2 separate regions of the Xenopus tropicalis genome follow, and region 1 is linked to region 2. Evidence: chromatin contacts called from public Hi-C data. All regions are on one chromosome and are shown on one strand. Each heading gives the region's core, a stretch centred on a gene start, on an enhancer-like site or on the middle of the called end of the contact. The rest is flanking DNA. Distances are from core to core; before and after follow the strand shown. Region 1 holds the start of maml1 (mastermind-like protein 1). Region 2 overlaps maml1 (mastermind-like protein 1).

Region 1 (3,802 bases), core at 642-3,141, 34 kb before region 2:
AATGAATGTGCCCCTATGTGTGTGTATATATATATTCGGGAGACATGGAGCTTTCGAAATCAGTTTTGAAAAATCATTTTTCTCAATTAACAGTAGTTCCCCCCACAGCAAATGCCCCTAAGGTGGGAGAGCACAAATTGTTTAAAAAACATCCGGCGCTGATTTCTGAATTCTGTCGGCACGTAGAGGGTTAACGGGTTTGGAAATGGTTGCCAGGATTCTAATCGTATAACCATACCCCCCAACTGTCCCGCTTTCTATAGCTCATCCCGCTGTCCCGGATAGTTCCCTGAATGTCCCGCATTTTCGTAATAGATTACGGAAATGCGGGACATTCATAGAAGGATCCGTGAGAGCGGGATGAGCGCTCCGACTGCTTGCGCTGCTTCTCTCAAGTGGCTTCTTCGCCGGCGGTCCCTGGCCCTTTTATAAGGTTGCGCCCGTGCGTAATGACGTCACACGTACACACGGGGCGCAACCTTATAAAAGGGCCAGGGACCGCCGGCAAAGGAGCCACAGGAGAGAAGCAGCAGAAGGAGTCGGAGCGCGTATGGGGGCTCTGTGTTTGGGGGCCTCTGTGTATGGGGTGCTCTGTGTATGGGGGGCACTGTGTTTGGGGGGGCACTATGTATGGGGGGCACTGTGTATGGGGGGCTCTGTGTATAAAGGGTACTGTATATAAAGGGTACTGTGTATGGGGGGTACTGTATATGGGGGGGCTCTGTGTATGAAGGGCACTGTGTATGGGGGGGCACTGTGTATGGTGGGGCTCTGTGTATAAAGGGTACTGTATATAAAGGGTACTGTGTATGGGGGGTACTGTATATGGGGGGGCTCTGTGTATGAAGGGTACTGTGTATGGGGGGCACTGTATATGGGGGGGCTCTATGTATGAAGGGTACTGTGTATGGGGGGTACTGTATATGGGGGGCTCTGTGTATGAAGGACACTGTGTATGGGGGGATACTGTGTATGGGGGGTACTGTATATGGGGGGCTCTGTGTATGGGGGGCACTGTGTATGGGGGGGCTCTGTGTATGGTGGGGCTCTGTGTATAAAGGGTACTGTGTATGGGGGGCACTGTATATGGGGGGGCTCTATGTATGAAGGGTACTGTGTATGGGGGGTACTGTATATGGGGGCTCTGTGTATGAAGGGCACTGTATATGGGGGGGCACTGTGTATGGGGGGCTCTGTGGGCTTCCTTAGGTAGTACAGTATGAGGGTATAGCACATTTGCATCTGATCCCGCCATTTCAACTATATAAAAGGAGTATTTTTAGAAAAAAATGGCGTGTGTTAATTGGGGCGTGGTCACAAAAGTGGGCGTGACCAAAAAATTTTGCCGCGACGCGCGCGCCAAATCTTTTTGTCCCTCTTTTTGTTTTTCAAATGTTGGGAGGTATGATCTAACCTCGCTTTTGGTAAATTTTGGGGTATTTTATATTGTTCAAGCCAGGGCATGTACTGTGAATCTTTTGCTACCATACAGCGCTGAGGAATACCTTGGCATTTAAAAATTGAACAATATATCAAAAATATGTACCATTTAAAGCTCAGGGGGTGCCTGGAAAGTTTTCAAGCTAAATATAGCTGCAGCAGAGCATTGTGTTGATTTCAGTTTTGTTCATCAGAAGAAGCTGCCCTTCCTGCTATTTTTAGTGCCTCAACAGAATCTGATCTTTGTTCCAAAAGAAAAAAAAAAAAAATACACAAACCACTTGTTTTGCTTCTGAGCTGGGAATCTAGAGCAAACTCAGGGAGGAGCCGCTAAACTCTAATTGGCAAAGCTCCACCCTTCAACGTCAGCCAATCACTACCGCTCGCTTTGGATTGGTTTTCCGCATCCTCAACCTTTTTTTCCCCTCTCCGCCTACCGTAGGCAAAACACTGCTCCCGAAGATCCGTTTACAAAACACAGACGTCACTGTTTGGGCTCCGCCCACGCCAAGGTTTGATTGGTCGGCGGTCTCTGCCTATCAGCCGTGACGCTTGCACCCCTTTTACTCCGAGAGAAGAGTAGTTTCAAGATGGCGGACGCTCGGATAACAATGGCGAGCGGGCGGCGGGGGCGTTAGGGGGAGCTGCGAGGCGGGAGAGAAGTGGATACCGTGCGGGGGGGGGAAAGTGTTGCCATTGTCAGAGGAGGCTTTTCCTCAGGCCGGGGGTATGAGAGTGCTATTCCCGTAATAGTCCGGCTTCACCTCTCCCCACAGATGGCGGATTTTGTGGTCCCCCGACACAGCGCCGTGATGGAGCGCCTCCGCCGACGGATAGAGCTTTGCCGGCGGCACCACGGTACCTGCGAGTCGCGATACGAAGCCTTAGCTGGGGAGAGGCTGGAGCTAGAGAGGCAGCATACCTTCCAGTTACACCAGCGCTGCCTGCAGGCCAAGGCCAAGAGGGCCGGGAAGCACAGGCAGCAGGCTGTCTCTAGCGCCGAGTCCGGCCCGGGCAGGGGGAATCCCAGCACTACCGGCAGCCTGGATACCGACGGAGGCGGCGGCGGCAATGGCGAGCAGTGTAGGAACAGCACTCTCATCGCGGTAAGTGACGGCAGGGCTTCTGCGATCTTCCTGCAGGGGCATGGCAGCGATTTCTTACTCTAAACTCTTAGGGTGAAGCCACACGGAGCTACTAGTAGCAGCTACTTTTTTCAAGGCTACTAAACTCCCAAAAATACTGAGAATTGCCTCTGCTAAAACACATGTAGAGACAATTATCAGTAAATGATCAGCATTGTCTGTTTTAGTAGCCAAGAAAAGTAGCTGTTACTAGTAACTCCGTGTGGCTTCACCCTTAGGGTGAAGACACACGGAGCTACTAGTAGCAGCGACTTGTGCTGATCATTTACTGATAATTGTGTCTACGTGTGTTTTAGCAGAGGCAATTCTCAGTATTGTCTATGGCAGGGGATTTTCTGGTGTTTAGTAGCCGTGACAAGTAGCTGCTACTAAGTAGCTCTGTGTGTCTTCACCCTTGTTGAGGCATGGCAGGGATTTCTTACTCTGTGGCCTTTAAACTCTTAGGGTGAAGACACACGGAGCTACTAGTAGCAGCGACTTGTGGCTACTAAAATGCTGATCATTTACTGATAACTGTCTCTACGTGTGTTTTAGCAGAGGCAATTCTCAGTATTGTCTATGGCAGGGGATTTTCTGGCATTTAGTAACAGGAAAAAAGTTGCTGCTACTAGTAGCTCAGTGTGTCTTCACCCTTACTTTTTGAGGCATGGCAGGGATTTCTTACTCTGTGGCCTTTAAACTCTCTTAGGGTGAAGCCACACGGAGCTACTAGTAGCAGCTACTTGTGGCTACTAAAATGCTGATGATTTACTGATAAATGTCTCTACATGTGTTTTAGCAGAGGCGATTCTCTGTTTTGTCTATGGCAGGGGATTTTCTGGCATTTAGTATCAGGGAAAAGGTAGCTGCTACTTGTAGCTCAGTGTGTCTTCACCCTTGTTGAGGCATGGCAAGGATTTCTTACTCTGTGGCCTTTAAACTCTTAGGGCTCTGGCACACGGGGAGATTAGTCGCCCGCGACAAATCTCCCGTGTCTCGGGCGACTAATCTCCCCGGATTGCCATCCCACTGGCGAAAATGTAAATCGCCAGTGGGATGGCATACGCGGCGGCGCGATTTCAGCGAGATCGCGCAAGTTTCCTCTCGAGGCAACTTGCACGATATCTCACTGAAATCGCGTCACCACGTGTGCCATTCCACCGGCGACTTACACTTTCGCCGGTGGGATGGCAGGTGATGGCAACTCGGGGAGATTAGTCGCCTGAGACACGGGAGAT
Region 2 (3,606 bases), core at 224-2,723:
AGCTCATATTATGGGAAGGTTGTCTCCAATAGTCCGTATTACTATTACCAAATATTTATAAAACACCAACATATCCCTCAGTGCTGTGCAATAAATGGGTATATATTCATACAAAGCAACTATTAACCGATACAAGAGATGAAGAGGGCCCAGCCCCAAAGAGCTTACAGTCTAGTTCTGAGGTATATGAGCCTGCAGGCAGAAATAGCAGACAGACAGGTAGATACCCCCCCCCCCCAAGAGCTCTTGCTTGAAATAAGGAGACCTCTGTATAAACTGGTCAGGGTAGAGGTGCTTATTGGGAACCACATACGTTGATTTTTTCCCTTTGCCCCGGGAGAAAGTATAGAGAGAAAATAATAATGGGCTCAGGACCGAGCCTTGAGAAACCCTAACACATTGGTAAGGTAGAAGGTGATACGGAGAAGGTTGGAAGAGACACTGAAAGAGCGATATGAGAGAGATGAAACCAGGACAAATAATAAATATTAAATATAATATCAAGCAGTTACAATTTTCAAAAATGATCTTTCTCTATAGTAAAACAGTAGCTTGTATTTGATAGTGACGTAGCTTATTAAATCCATATTGGCGAGAAAACAATCCTTGTTATTTTGTTTAAATGTTTTTAGTAGACCTATTGTATGGGGATCCAAATTATAGAAGAAGTCATTATCTGGAAAACCCACAGGCCCCAAGCCATCTAAATAATAAGATTATATACCTGTATTTAATGTACAGTTGCCTCTCTTTCACCTGCCTTTGATTTCCCCAATCTGGATTTGTGATTTGCTTTTCTAATAAAAGCAGATGCCACACTGGGCTGATTCTTGTCCTGTAGATGGAGATGTAAAATGTGTTGGGGAGCCACACAGGCATGAAAAATGATCTTTGGGGGATGCCAAATAAGGGCTGTGATTGGCTATTTGGTGGCCCCACGTCGACTGCTGGCCTGCAGGAGCCTCTGCTTGGAGTAAAACTGTCTCTGGGCTTCCAAAACTTGTCTCCAAGCCAGAAATTTGAAAATGGAGCCTACTTTGAGCAACATCAAAAGGGGCAGAGAGCAACATGTACCCCCGAGCCACTGGTTGGGGATCAGTGCATTACAAGAAGCAGCCCCTGTGCTGGCAATCAGCCTTTCCCTGTACCACATGTGGAGCCATTGTGTTAACCCCAGGCACAGGAAAGCGGATTTTGGTGCTGAAATGCACGGTGCCAAAATCCGCTCTGTGTGCCTGCACCCTGGCTGATGCGGTGGCTCCGGTTTCCGGCACAGGGGAAGGCGATAAAAAGCAGGGCGAAAATCAGCCCCTATGTTATAATCTGCAGGCCAAGGATCATCCCCCTGTGCCATTAGCCTAAATTGAAAGATTCTAGCAGCAGTGTGAGTGCTGGGCAGGAATGTTTATGGTGCTGCTCTGTTTGTACTGTAATCGGAGAACGTTGTTGGCCTGTTACAAGGTAGCCAGATTGTGTTGTGCAGCACAACTAGTTCCCACAAGCCTGAGGGTGGCTGCTCACTAGGCACTTACTCCCACCCCATTCTGTACAAAGGAGCTGGGAGCCTAGGGCCACACTGCATAGAAAGGGAAGCATGAATGTGTAAATGAGAGCAGGGAAAAGTATGTGTGTAGCATCAAATGCATTTGTGGTTTCGGCTTTTATGGGATAAATATGGCATCTCATTCAACTCCTATGTGCATTTCAGTTCTCTGAATGGGTTTTACTGGTGTTTTTACATCACTGCGTGAGTTTCTGATGATTACTTAGTCCGTAGGGGAAGCAGCCCAGGACCCTCACAAATGTAAGAAAACATTTTAAGCAGCTTTCCAATATGAATTATCACTGTAATTTGTTCCTTCAAAAAGTATGAATAAATACCTATATGCTGAAATCCAGCTGCAAAACAGTCATTCTCTTTCTATATTATTTAAAATTCTGGCAGGGAAGGAGGGACTAAAACATTGATGTTACAAATTGTAACATCTTCACATCTGCAGCTTACAGACAGCATGCAGCGGGTACCTAAGCCACAATGCTAGGCTGCCTTTTTAATGGCAGTTTGCCAGCCTTAACCTGGAGACATTTCTCTTTTGGGAAAATGTATTCTTGTACGTTTCTTGGCAAATATCCACTAGAGAAATCTTGCCTGGTCGCAGGAAAGATTGTAATTGTAACGTGTAGGCCACCTTAACTCATCTCTTGGTAAACTGCAAATGATCATTCTTGGAGAAAATATTCCAGATTCAAGTAAATATGTCCCTGTTGGTGGTGCTACTATTTTTGTTAAATGTGTGCTTTTGATCTGTTAGCACTTGCTGCCCTCTAGTGTCTTCATATGGAAATGATCACTTGGGGGGTTTTAGGTTGAAACACCTGTGTTTCTTTATTATGCTACTACAGGTATGGCACCTGTTATCCAGAATACTTGGGACCTGGGGTTTTCCAGATAAGGGATCTTTGTTATTTGGATCTCCTACCTTTAGTCTAGTGAAAAAAATGCCACATGTACAGTGTTTTACATGAATGCATAGGGCCAGGTTGCGGGGTCACTTTAGCACACGCCTATGTTAAAGCGCCCCATCTATTACAGCCCGACAAAAAAGCATTTATTAGAAATAATACTGCCACATTCTTACTAATTATTAAACCGTATCAGTATAACTTTTAATGAATGCTGTACATAAATGTTAATCTAATTATGTTACATTAATAAATTGGGGATGCACCAAATCCATAATTTTAGGACTCATCTGGATACTGAACCCACCACAAAGAATTGGGCCAAAGTAGAATAAATAGACACCTTTATTTGTCTAGTGGGTCACATAACGTTGGGTTCAGGTTTGGTTTTGTCAGGCATTTTATAAATTCTAAAACAAACCTGGGATTTGGTGCATGTAAAGTAAAACATAAGTACTGGAGTAGTAGTTGGGAAGTAGAAAAGTCAATTTTTGGTAATTAAAATCTATTTTTTTTCTTTCAGCAGCTCCATGAAACTGTTAAACGAAAGCTGGATAATGCAGCTTCCCCACAAAATGGCGATCAGCAGAATGGCTACGGAGACATGTTTTCTGTGCCTAAGAAACTGAGGCACGATGATGGACTTGGCGGTGTTATTGGTTCTTCAAATGGGATGCCTCCGGTGTCTCCCCTAAATCAGCTGGATAACAAACCTCCCAGTGGAGACTCCATGCAGTTAAATGGGAACCACTCAATCGGACTTGACAGCCACAGTAAAAAGTGTCTTCCCGATGGCAGCCTGCAACTGAACGGTAATGGAGACGCCGACGACTTTTCTCTTTGTGTGAAGCAAGAACCCGTGGACGATCTACCTTGTATGCTGTCTGGGGTGGGTGGTTCCATATCTCAGAACAACCTTATGCCAGACCTTAACTTGAACGAGCAGGAGTGGAAGGAGCTCATAGAAGAACTTAACAAATCTGTACCGGATGAAGATATGAAGGACCTTTTCAATGATGATTTTGAAGACAAAAAAGACGTTGATGCTTCAAACTCTGCAACGCAAACTCCTCTGGCTCAAGACATACATGTAAAGACGGAGTTTTCTCCTGCGGCATTTGATCAGGAGTCCCATGGATCTCC

The links. A called contact is a pair of places that touch in the nucleus more often than the background predicts.
Region 1: a Hi-C map of gastrula embryo shows a contact between it and region 2, with 1.6 times the contacts expected there. The contact joins the promoter of maml1 here to the enhancer-like site in region 2. A contact is called at or near these places in 3 of 5 Hi-C or Micro-C datasets (brain, gastrula embryo and neurula embryo).

What each region holds. Positions count from the first base shown.
Region 1 is chr3:12,092,733-12,096,534 of UCB_Xtro_10.0, reverse strand. It overlaps maml1 (mastermind-like protein 1), which reads left to right and starts at 1,891. Exons shown (of 5, transcript XM_004912749.4): 1 at 1,891-2,546. The coding sequence starts at 2,217.
Region 2 is chr3:12,058,363-12,061,968 of UCB_Xtro_10.0, reverse strand. It overlaps maml1 (mastermind-like protein 1), which reads left to right. Exons shown (of 5, transcript XM_004912749.4): 2 at 2,990-3,606. Among named protein-coding and RNA genes, the nearest start is that of ltc4s.1, 31 kb to the right of the region's middle. Within about 2 kb of position 1,473, at least 4 of the 11 cell types and tissues checked have an H3K27ac peak or open chromatin away from gene starts, as enhancers often do. A contact at or near this core is called in gastrula embryo and neurula embryo, where this site is marked.